Linked DNA regions of Sus scrofa: region 2 is linked to region 1. The links are chromatin contacts, called in public HiChIP or PLAC-seq maps. All regions are on one chromosome and are shown on one strand. The core of a region is the stretch at or near the end of the contact, and the rest is flanking DNA. Distances in the headings are between cores, read along the strand shown.

The links. HiChIP or PLAC-seq counts read pairs in DNA pulled down with a chosen protein or histone mark.
Region 2: an H3K27ac HiChIP or PLAC-seq map of skeletal muscle shows a contact between it and region 1. The contact joins two enhancer-like sites. A contact is called at or near these places in 1 of 47 Hi-C or Micro-C datasets (brain) and 1 of 2 datasets of contacts at active chromatin or transcription factors (skeletal muscle).

Annotation. Positions count from the first base shown.
Region 1 is chr10:68,830,069-68,835,380 of Sscrofa11.1, reverse strand. The region is part of intron 1 of DIP2C (disco-interacting protein 2 homolog C); the gene reads right to left. It also overlaps the pseudogene LOC110255732. Among named protein-coding and RNA genes, the nearest start is that of DIP2C, 63 kb to the right of the region's middle. Within about 2 kb of position 2,495, at least 9 of the 83 cell types and tissues checked have an H3K27ac peak or open chromatin away from gene starts, as enhancers often do. A contact at or near this core is called in skeletal muscle, where this site is marked.
Region 2 is chr10:68,963,866-68,969,919 of Sscrofa11.1, reverse strand. All of the region lies in intron 2 of DIP2C (disco-interacting protein 2 homolog C), which reads right to left. Among named protein-coding and RNA genes, the nearest start is that of DIP2C, 200 kb to the right of the region's middle. Within about 2 kb of position 3,044, at least 17 of the 83 cell types and tissues checked have an H3K27ac peak or open chromatin away from gene starts, as enhancers often do. A contact at or near this core is called in skeletal muscle, where this site is marked.

The sequences.
Region 1 (5,312 bases), core at 1,246-3,745:
GTCCACCGAGACTTGCCAGGCATGTGACCAGGCACAAACCAGCAATGACGACGCACTAAAAATGCCTTCTCGAGCGTTTCTATCATGCTGACACGGTCCTAACCAAACGAGGAGGCTCGGGGTCTACACAGGGCCCAGCCAAGCCCCCTCCGTCCCCCGTCCAAACCCAAGAACCGGCAGGGGAGTCGCTGAACCCACACCCACAGCGGCTCACAGCCCCCGAGGCTGCGCCCCCTCCTCAAGAGCACATCGTCCACTGGACCCTCCGAGTTTTGAGTTTCATTTGTGAAAGGCCCCCACCCTACGGTGAAAAAGCAACCACTCCCCGCCAGCCCCCGGGGCACCCCTGGGCCTGCATCCCGGGGCTGCAGCGGAAGGACCCTCGCCCGCCTCACGCCCGGGGGCTGCGGGCCTGGGAAGCGCGCCTGCGGGAGTGAAGCACGTGGAGGCCAAGTCCCAGGCCTCGTTTGCTCCGTCCCGATCCCTAAAGGGTCTCTTCGGCAGGAACGCCTTCTACGTGCGGAAGTCAGACCTGCCCGTCGCAGCCTCAGCAGGTAGGACTCTGAGCCCCCAGCCCCAGCCCCCGGGCTCCATCCTGGGTTCGGGGGATCCCTGCAGCCAACCCCAGCCCCCTCCCCTCTGGATCTGGAGTTCCCGCTAATCAGGACGAGGGTTCTGCTGCCTAAGGATTCCGCCAAACCCCCTAAAGAAGAACGTTCGTAAGCTCAGAACCAGACCCATCCCCAACCCTGGGAGACGCGCGCGGCCACACGCAGGGACCCCTGACTTGTCGTCCCAGTCAGCCGCACCCGGGCAGAAGCCGGAAGAGCTTTATCGCGGAACCAGGTGAGAGGCTGAGGGCTGCTTCCAGCCGCTGACAGGCAACCAGAAGACACCAGGCACCCAAACCACCACCTTCCAGACTCGGGGACATGTGGAGCCACGACCACACCTCCACACACACGTGCCAGAGGGGACCTGCCCAGGGCCAGGCCGGGCACGGAGCAGGCCTACGGCGTCCCACACACTCTGACTGGCTCCTCTACCCCAGGGAAGAGGGCACGCGGCCTAAGACCGCCGGCTCTGGAGCCGGGCTGTGCTCCAGGCGGCCGTGAAGATGCCAGCAGCCGAGCCGACCTGCCGCTGGCTCGTCGACTTGGATGCTCGGCTCGGGGACACGGCGGGTCTCCACCTCGAACCTGTCTGACCACCTGACCCAGGAAAGCAGGCACTTGTTCCCCGAGCTGAGACGGAAGCCTAGACAGGATCACTGCGAAGACACGCCTGAGAGTGGGTGACCCCAGAACCGGCCAGCCGGAGACGGAGCGCATTCCACCACGCACGCGTCTGCGATGGCGCGAGGCCGTCTGCACAGCGCTGCCGTCTTCAGCAGAGACGGGGGAGGCTCGGGCCCGAGTGACGCCTGCGGCCCTCGCCATCCAAGAGAGCCTGAGCACCCTGCAGGCTCCGGGTCAGTGAGCCCCCAGCCGCCCTCGCTGAGACGCAGGAGCCCGCAGCGACGCAGGGACCCTCACGCAGTCCCAGGGTGAGTCCCGCGGGGGCTGGGCTCACAAACAGCCCCCAGTGCCCCGCAGGAAGGAACACAAGCGCTCACCCGCAGAGCTGACAGGCCTCCCTCCCCTGACCGGAGGGAGACGCCCTCCACCCCCGAATCTCCACCCTGAGTCTGCACGCTGAGAGCCGACTCTCCGCAGGTGCGGCTCCGCGCCTCCCGCTGCGTGTTCTCCTGCGAACGCCACAGAGGGCTCCGCCTGCGGAAGACGCGGGAGAAGCCCGCCCGCATCATTCCCTACGGTCATCCTCACACGGACAATTGGCTACCCCACGGCGCAGCGCCACAGCAAGAGGGTGATTAACCTGTTCCCCTAAACCCTAACGCCTTCCAACCAGAAAGCCGAGGCGCGAGCCTTGCGCGAAACTCCTCCCCTCCCCCTTTGCTGTCTGAGTCACAGCACCGAAGCGACAGTGCATCACGCAAGGGAAGGGTGAGACACCCGGCTGTCCTGACTCACGGCTCTCAATTTGTTGGAGAACAGCTAAAAATATGGAGCCAATAACGACCGGAACCCATGCAACAGCCTCCCCGCACCCCGAGCTCCGTCCAAGCACCTCCGCAGCCTCCTCACTGAGCTCTCCTCCGGGCAAAAGGCGAGTCTGTCCCCCATGGGAGGGGGCTGGAGGGGGGGCCAGAGGGAGGACCCGGAAGAGACTAAAACAACCAAAGGTGTTCACACCTACAGCTCAGCAGATAAAATGATGTGGTGTTTCTTCCAAGAACTGCTCATTCCGGCATCTGAGTTATGTGTCTGCCAGACAGAAGGGCTGGCGCCCTGTGGCCCGGGGACAGCGGGAGGAAAGTCAAGGCCAAATGGTTCCCCGGGTTTAGTTCTTGACCAGGCCGGGCCAGGCAAGCAGCCACATCAGGGTCCACCGTGGACGGCCCGTATTCCCACTTCTTTTAATCATTACCACTGTTTCCAGCTCATGATCACTGGAAGGGACTTAACAGCAGCTAATTAAGGCCACTGCACCATCCGCTACACAGTCACAAGGACACACATTCCCACTGAAAGTGGACTTTATCCCAGGAACTGGGGCCTGGAAACGGAGTCCGGCGGGCTCTTCCTCCCGCTCCCTCGGGCCACCAGCCCTGGAGGGGGGGGCCGGCCCCTCACTCTGTGACGCGTCTGGGTCTGACCTTGGCCTCCAGCCCCTGCCTTCCTCCAGCCTAAGACACACAGGGACTTTTCTCAACAGATGGCCAGGAAGCCTGGGTGTTCCAAACCAGTGGCTGCAACCCGAGTCGTCCAGCCCACGGCACTCTGACAACTACTGAGACCAGGAAAGCTGCTCAGCAACTGATTCCAGGAACGCTCACTTCAAAGGCACAAAGGTCTGAGTTCAAAGCAGCGACTGCACATCTTACGCGCATGATGCGGCGACTGCAGGAACCAGTGCTGAGCCTCACCTGTGTGCACGATGCGCGATTGACATAGCAGGGAAGCGCCGTTCTCCCCCAATGTGGACGGCGGGACCCGCCACCGTGTTCCTGGAAACTCCCCAAGACCAAGACGGGGCGCGGCCAGGGGCGAACCGTACTGCCCGCCGCCCCCGTGAAGCCCCTGACGTCAACAGGCAGCGAGGAGAGCAGCTCGGGGCGGCGGGCCGCTGTCGTGGGCGCCACCAGCCTTCCGTCCAGGCGCCCTCCTCTGCCCCCCGCCAGCCAGCAGCGCTTCCAAGAAGACAGAAACGTGCCAGGTCTGCTCGGTCGGAACAGAAGCCAGCGGTCACGTGGGGGAAGTGTGACTCCAGGACAGGACTTCCAATTAATAAACGTCTTCAACTGCATTTCACTCAATTCACGTAATTAAAAGCTGTGGCTACTGGCTGCCAGAGTGCACATCGGAGGCTGAGGGGGGAATGCGCCCCGAAGCTCCTGACCCGTGATCAGAAAATCACCTCGGTAACCTGGACAAGAGGGACCGTGGAAAGAACTTGGTCTCCGGAGCCAGACGGACCCGGCCGTGACCCCCAGCGCTAGATGGGTGACCGCCAGCATCTGCCTTCTCCGCCAAAAGAGGCGATAACGCCCACCTGGACAGGTGGCAGAACAGAGATGAGAGGCTGGCCCAGACGGCCCAGTGTCCCTCAGGAAAGCGGGCTCTCCCGCAGAGGGGTCCCCTCCAGGAAAGGGGAGCACAGGGTCAGAGCTGCCGCTGGGCTCCTTCCGCCAGCATCCAGGGACAACAATAGACATTGCGTGTGTGCCATCTGCTCCGTCCTTCAGGAGAAATCACCAGCACAGCCATTAAAAAGGAGACCTCGAGTGGCATGTGTCTCTGATCTGACCCCCAGGACCACACGGCCACCTGCGGGGCCTGGAGACTCGCGGGTATCCTCGTAGGGCCGGTCATGTGTGACGGAGAACAGGTCCCTGGGCTGAGGGTCTGTCTCCTCAGGCACGTTTAACTCACTGAGCGATCAGTGAAGCATCAAGGTCACCTACCCACAACCACAGAGGGAAGTAAGGGCACCATGTCACCAAACGTCCATTCTCCAAGACATGCCTCCTGCCCTCACGCACACGTTCATAAAATGTCCATTTACTGGGGATGCTGCGAGAGGCAGCTGAGAGCCGCCGTCCCCGGCTCGCGCTCCCGCTGGAACCCTGGACCCACCTGGACCATCACCGACAGCTTTTACCTGTGGAGCAAACATCCACTTGGCAGAGTTCCTGGTTTAGGGTTGAAAATCCGTGCCATGCACCAGGGTACACCACCCTCCAAACGGCAGGGGTGTGCCTCACATCCCATCACCCAAAAAGGCTCTTGGAAGGAAACCTACCAAATGCCACCACGTGCTCTCCTTCCAGGCTCATTACTTTCTGTCACCGGTGGAGGCACAGCTCCACACAGTTTCATGGCCACATGAAAGGCGCAGGGTCAAGGGGACGCAGCTCCGGGTGGAGCTCCTGCAGCGCCAGCGTTCTCTTCTTCCGGGGCATCCCGAAGGCTGCCAAGAAACGGCGCGGGCCCGTCTCCCTCCTCAGTCACGTCCCCCACCACTCTGTCTGCCCCCCAGTTACAGGCTTTCATGGGGGAAAAACGGTTCTTTTTACGTTGGTTTCAAACCAGTATGGCATTTCCAACAATTTTATCAATTAAATGATCAACGAGCAGCTTGTAATCTGGATCAAAATCTGATGCAACGCTCACAAGTAACTTGAGCCACAGTGATAGCTCCTATTTACATTACAGGTGAAAACCTGACCTCCTCTCCGTAGAGCAGTCACGGAACCACTTTCGTACCCAAACCAGCTCTTCGAGCCATAAGAGCATGTTCAGTCAATTACTTTGCTTCCCTTACAAAAGATTTTTTCCTTTTCCAGCGTGGACTTTGAAACCTGTGGCCATGGGAGGAAATGCCCTAAGTCCATACTCCTGAGTCGGCCTGAGTCCCTCCTCCTCAGACCAGAGCACCGTGAGGCCCCCCTGAGCATCCTGGTGGCGAGCCCCCCCATCAGAGGAAAGCAGCACGGAAGCCACACACTGGACCAGGGACAAGCCTGGAAGCAAGCTGGAGGCACAGAAACAACCTCCCCCTGTGCCACCCACGCAGATGCCCCTCGGGGTGGCTCTGGGATTGGGGGGGGTCACACATGTTAAGGGGGCGGTGCTGAGCCTGCCAGGATGGGCACTCGGCCAGTGGGAATTCCCTCCTGTGAGGTAGCAGTTCACCAGGGGACAGGTCAGAACCACCCCCTGTCTTCTCCAAGTCAGGCACGGGGAGGT
Region 2 (6,054 bases), core at 1,795-4,294, 130 kb before region 1:
AACTGGAGCAGCCAGAGAAAACTAGGTAGAACTAGACAGAACTGGGTAGTGCAGGAAAACTTCATAATGACAGCTGAGAAATAAAGTTATTCTGAGCACTGAACATTACACATTAATTGTTGCATATTCAGAAAAGGGACAGGAGTTCCCGTCATGGCTCAGTGGTTAATGAATACAACTAGGAACCATGAGGTTGCAGGTCTGATCCCTGGCCTTGCTCAGTGGGTTAAGGATCCAGCGTTGCCATGAGCTGTGGTGTAGGTTGCAGGCATGGCTCGGATTCTGTGTTGCTGGGGCTCTGGCGCAGGCCGGTGGCTACAGCTCCGATTCGACCCCTAGCCTGGGAACCTCCATATGCTGTGGGAGTGGCCCAAGAAATGGCAAAAAGACAAAAAAAAGGGGGGGGGGCAGTAATGCTTGACAGAAAGCAAACCAGAGGTAGCAATTTCAACCAAACAGTCTAGCCCATGGGTTTCCCATGGTGACTCCACAAGAGCCAGCTCTTCATCCCTGAGGCTTTGCAGCCTCTTATGCTGGCCACCCTGCCCTCCCTCTTGAAAGGCTTGTGGGCTCCACACACCAGGGGCTCGATGCTAGAACTGGCAGGAGACACCTACAGCTGCCCTGCGTGAGGTTCCAGGAGTCCTTCACCCGGCAGGCACGTTTACACTGTTAGCTAATGGTTCTTGTCATGAACTCCTCCCAGCTCCAAGGCTCTTCCAGGACTGCTTACAAATGATCTTTGAAAAAATGGCTTTGTATTTTTATCAAACAAATGACAGAGTTTATGAAATCAAAGAGGACTTTTAAGCCTTGTCATGAAAACAGTAGTTACTTGGTATTTACATTCATGTTTATAAACTGGACCTTAGAATTTTAAGTAAAATTATTTGTAAATCAAGCATTTTAAAAATTTATCTGTATAAATACATTTAAGAATTATTTTTATTCATTGCCGTTCATGTCAATTATTGATGAGAAGTTACATTATTAAATTTTATTCCAATGCTATAAACTTAACGTCAAATCTTTTTTTTCTGTCGACTTTGATAACTTTTTCTTTATTCCCACTGAAGAAGCCGCAAGCAAGCGCTTCTTCCTGTGGCTGGGGCATCACCAGATCTATTGCCAGTAGGTCTTTTATCTGAGCTCTTCCATCTGCCCAGATAAGAGACCTCTGGTCTTCTGTTGGTCACTGGAGCTGCTCTCACTCTCCAGCAGCTCTGCTCTGACTTAGTGCCTCTGGGTGCAGCACTGCCTGGTGTCCCTGACTCTGGAGGCTCTTTGTTCCATTTCTCCAGGGAGCAAACCTCCTGGGGAGGGAAGAGGATGTGACGCACCTACTTCCTAGATGCCAGGCCCTCCCCGCTCCCTTGTGGTTTCGTCAGCACCTTCATCTGCTGTCTTCCTCCCTTTGGTTAATGAGGTGCCTCCAGCCACCTACCTGACACAGTGTAAACACACACCGCCCTTCGTCCCGCTTTCCTGCCCTGGGGGACTTACACCTTTTATTTGTGAGGTGAATGCACACCTTCGAGCTGCCAAGCATGAAGAATGCACGATACACACCCGCACGTTTAGCTTTCAGTCTCGTTGTGTTACCCAGCTTTCAAATGTGCTACCTGGAGTTGAGGTCGACTTAACCCCCTTCCAGGTCCCCAGGTGGCCACCTACTTCCTCTGGAAGTACTGGCATTCAGCATATGCATACACAGGCAGCTCTGTGGAGGTGCAGGCTCACGCTCACTTGTTACAGACCCTACACATCTGCCTTCAGAAAGCGTTTGCATTCAAACATCACGAACATTTACTCTCACGGACTGAAAAATAGAATATACAACCCAAGTTTTAAAAAATCTTAAAAAGAAATAAGTAAATTTAGCAAAAGGAGAAACAGATTACAGCAACAGGACATTAGAAGAGACTAAAATACAAGCGTGCATATTTCAACCACTAGTTTTTATCTGACCTCACTGTGAATGGAGTTTTAGGTGCCTTAAAGGTATGTTCTGGCAAGCAAAATCCATCTGTCAAATATGCAACCTCAAACGTGAATGACCTGGTACCACAGGAGAACCCGGGGTGGGAACCAAAATAAGGTCCTGCACACGCTCCACCCATCGTAAGAGGAGCTGGGCACCTGCTGCTGCTGGAAGGGGCGCCTTCCTGGGAAGGCTCATCGCGAGTCGTCACATGAACACAAAACGACCACGCAATACTCAGCACAGCTGAGGCCTCCCTTGCAGCACGACTGAAAAGCAGCTCTCCAGAAACCCAGAGCACACGTGACAGAGTGGGTGGGCCGGGTTAAGAGCAGTCACGGGGAAGGCGAGGCTCCCAAGGAAGGCGCGTTCCTGTCCGAAACACAAAGAGCAAGGGGGATAAGCACGAATTCTCCTCGGGCTGAAACACGACCGAGACCAAGACCAGACTCTTCTCCACAAACATCCATTAAGCACCACGAGCTTCACACCCCACGGGGATTGAGAAATGCACTGGGGACACTGCCACGCGCTAGAGCTGGAGCCCCTACTGGCTGCCATTGCCGTCTGTGACCCTGGGCCTCAGTTTCCCATCTTCAGGCAGGACTGATAAGAACAGCCAACGCGTTACAACACTGGTACCAGCACTTTCCTTCATTCATTTATTAGCATAACCATGTGAGACAGGTTTCTGCCATTTCATTGAGAGAAAACGCTGGTCCAGAACTGGGTTTGAACTCGGGCCATCTGAGCCACTTAGTGCTCCTCCACTTGTGATGGGCACCCCTCCTGGAGGCCACTTAGAGTCCAAGCAGAGGCCAGGCCCTGGAGGCGAGGCCACCTGCCACACTCAGTGCTGCACTCCCGGTGCAAGGATTCCGTGTCACATGGACCAAGGTCTGAACCTGGGAAGGGGTATTTTTGTGATGCCAGCACAAAACTACTTTCAACAGCAACCAGGTAAGGAGAGAGGGAAACGGCTACCATCTCAGACCACTGGTGGAACAGACTCAGAGCAGCTGGAGCTGCTGGACCATGTGGCACAAGCTGTGACACAGGCAAGAGCCCAGATAAGGCCATGGCTGACGGCCAGTCTCCCTCCCGCGGAGCGCGGCCCTGGGCTCATAGGAGGGTGCAGGAAGCACTGCTGAAGCAGCGAGTGAAACTTTCAAGGCCTGTGTGAAGGGCTGCCACAGGTCAGTTTACAGACGACAGCCTCAGTGCTTCCTCTGGAAAGGCAACAGGACCGTAAGCAAAAATCCTTCTGGGAGGAAGGAGACCAGAGGCGCACAAGAGGAAAAGAGGAAACAAAAGGACAGCAAAGGAGAGAGGAAAACACAGCTCGCCCTGCGGCTGAGCGCATAGCTTCCCGGAATGCCACACTTCTGCACGGGGCACCGCACCTCGCCACGCCCTCACCCTCCGCTTTACCCTCAAGCTAAGAAAAGCCACCAGGCTTCGTGCTCAGCCGTGCCCAGGCCCCTTCACAATCAGATGCCACCTGCTGCTCCGGGCGCCCTCTCTGCCACCAGGACCACCACAGCCCCGGAATTCCAGTCTCTGACTGGCCATGTCTCCGCACCCTGTAGCCCATGGAACACAGCTGCAAATGCACTCCCCCCCTCCCCCGCCCGGGAGCATCAGCCGCTGTCCACCACACCCCTTCCTCTGCAGACACCCCCACTCGTGCCTCCAGGTTCAGACAGAAGCAGTCAGGCTTCCCCAGTGTTCACCCTGTCCTACCAGCTCTTACTCCTCCAAACACTTTCCCCTCCAGATACGAAAACTTTGTTTAAGCCCAAGGGAGAGACAGCAAAGAAATAAGCCGTGTTTATTAGAACTTCAGTTACTTCCAACACATGTCTGAGGAAGGCTCCCCCCAAAAAATTCCTAGCAATACAGTTCTGGCACCTAATCAATCCATCAATCTTCAGATTATTAAATTAAGGCAGTCATTTCATTAATGCTATGGTAAACGAAGCCCTAGAAATCACAACGCCCCTCCGATTAACCTAAGCATGAGGCCCCGGGGCTGGCGCATCACTCTGACCCCACGGCGCACGGCAGGCCCAGACATCCGCGACGCTGACATGGGAGATGCGCGGCGTCACACGTGCTAGAAAAAGCCAGTATTTCTAAATTCAGACGGCAAGAGAAATACACTGAAAACCTTCACTCTTAACATATTTTAAAAGAAATCATGAAGGATATATAACAGATAACCTGAGTAAAACTGTACCTAAGATTTAAAACAAAGGTCTTGGCCCAAATTCTGGTCTTATTTTTTCTAATTGTGGAACGAGGCAAATCAGTCAACCTCTGAACCTCCGTCGCCACGTATGCCGGGTGCAGACACGGACACAGCAACACGCGAGTGACCTTGACTCCCAGGACCCTCACTGTAACTCAGGTCCCTCTGCCTGTCCCCTGCACACAGCATTCTGCGGATCTCGGCGTCCAAGACCTCGCCACGCGCCAAAGGCCCTCATATAAGTAAAAACATGCTTACGTGATTGGTAAAACTGCCAAGGGCTTTTTTCGTATTTCCAGGTTGTACAAAATTTTTCAATCATCCCATTCTCTTCTAGTACCTAATTACACTCTCCTTCACACAGCAGGCCTTCTTTCTAAAATAAGTGTGAGCAAGGACTTGGCCAGTAAATAAACAGTACACCTGCAGCACAGAGCAGCCCCGGCACAGCTACTGACCCCACTGGCCTGACTCTCACATTCCTCCCGCTCTTGCCTCTACCTCACCCTCCAGCAGCTAAAGCCTTGCCATAAATCAGTCTAAATGCACTAACCACTTCCCTGCTCATGTCTGAGTCTGCTCAGGGCCTCGTGTCTAGAAAGGTCTATGGCTTGGGGCTCAGGCTTCCTCGAGTGCCCGGCACACCGTCACGTGTTCGTGTCTCACTCCCACACCCCAACACCCAGCTTTGTTTAGCAGGCAAGAGAGGTTCAGAGACAATGAGAGTATGTGGTCAGGATCAGGGCCTCACACTGATGCATTTTCCTTATAGATTTTCCACAAAAACCCATATGAGCCAGGTCCAAAGTAGACGCCACTTTCACTGTCCAGGTGGACAATTCACAGGTCCCATGCCTGGCTCTGCCTTCTGCAGGAACGGCTCAGCTGTTCCCATTAACCACTGGTGTCTGGAGGAAGAAATCTGATGGGTTCAATGGCACCAGAAGGAACAAGAAACCCTTCAATCAAATCAGCTCTGTGTGATAAAATAAGAACACCTCTTAGACAACTGAGAGTAGAAAACTGTGCATCAAGAGCATGCCCAGGGATCACCCAGGATACAGGTAAGTGACCCTTAGCTGATGAAAGTTCATTTCCTGCAGCAACTCAGGCCGGAGAGAATTCACGCTACGTCACAGCCCCCATGCCCCTTTAAACACGCCTCTTCCGGCACTATTTAACCTGCAGCTACCCCCGATGAAAGGAGGGCACGGCGTGGCATGGCGCCTTAGCTGAGGAAGTACACAGGTCAGGATGGGCAACACATTTCTGTCCCGAGGGAACATAAGGCTGCACTTTGGGAGAGTGAAACTCTGCGGCAGGATGAAAATAGAGGCAAAACTGTGCAGCTGGCCCCAGACAAGCACGGTAGTTGTTAACGCAAAGGATCAGAACTGATCAACCACAGCCGTGCGAGCAAGCTTCATTTTCTCAAAAAATAAAACACACTGGCATGTGACTCAGGTTTGTGTCCTGAAGTAAGAAAATTCACCCTACATGAGACCAAAGTGCAAAATTCACAGACTCTCCTCTGCCAGCTTCCCCACATCCCTGCGTTTCAGGTACAGCTTCTCCCTACAGGCCAGTCCCAGGAACAACACTCCATCAGAAGAGTGTGTCTTCACCTACAGCAATAAACACTGGGATTGTCCAGCTGAACTCTAACATTAGTAATAACCCAAAACCCCACCGAGTGGAATGTGCTGCGGCCCAAATCACGTTACCCTTGGGCCTTCAAGCTGCGGAAACACCGATCAGCGCCCAAGCGCTGCTGTCGCCATCGCCCCCAATCAGGGAGTAAAATAAAACTGGGATCACAGGG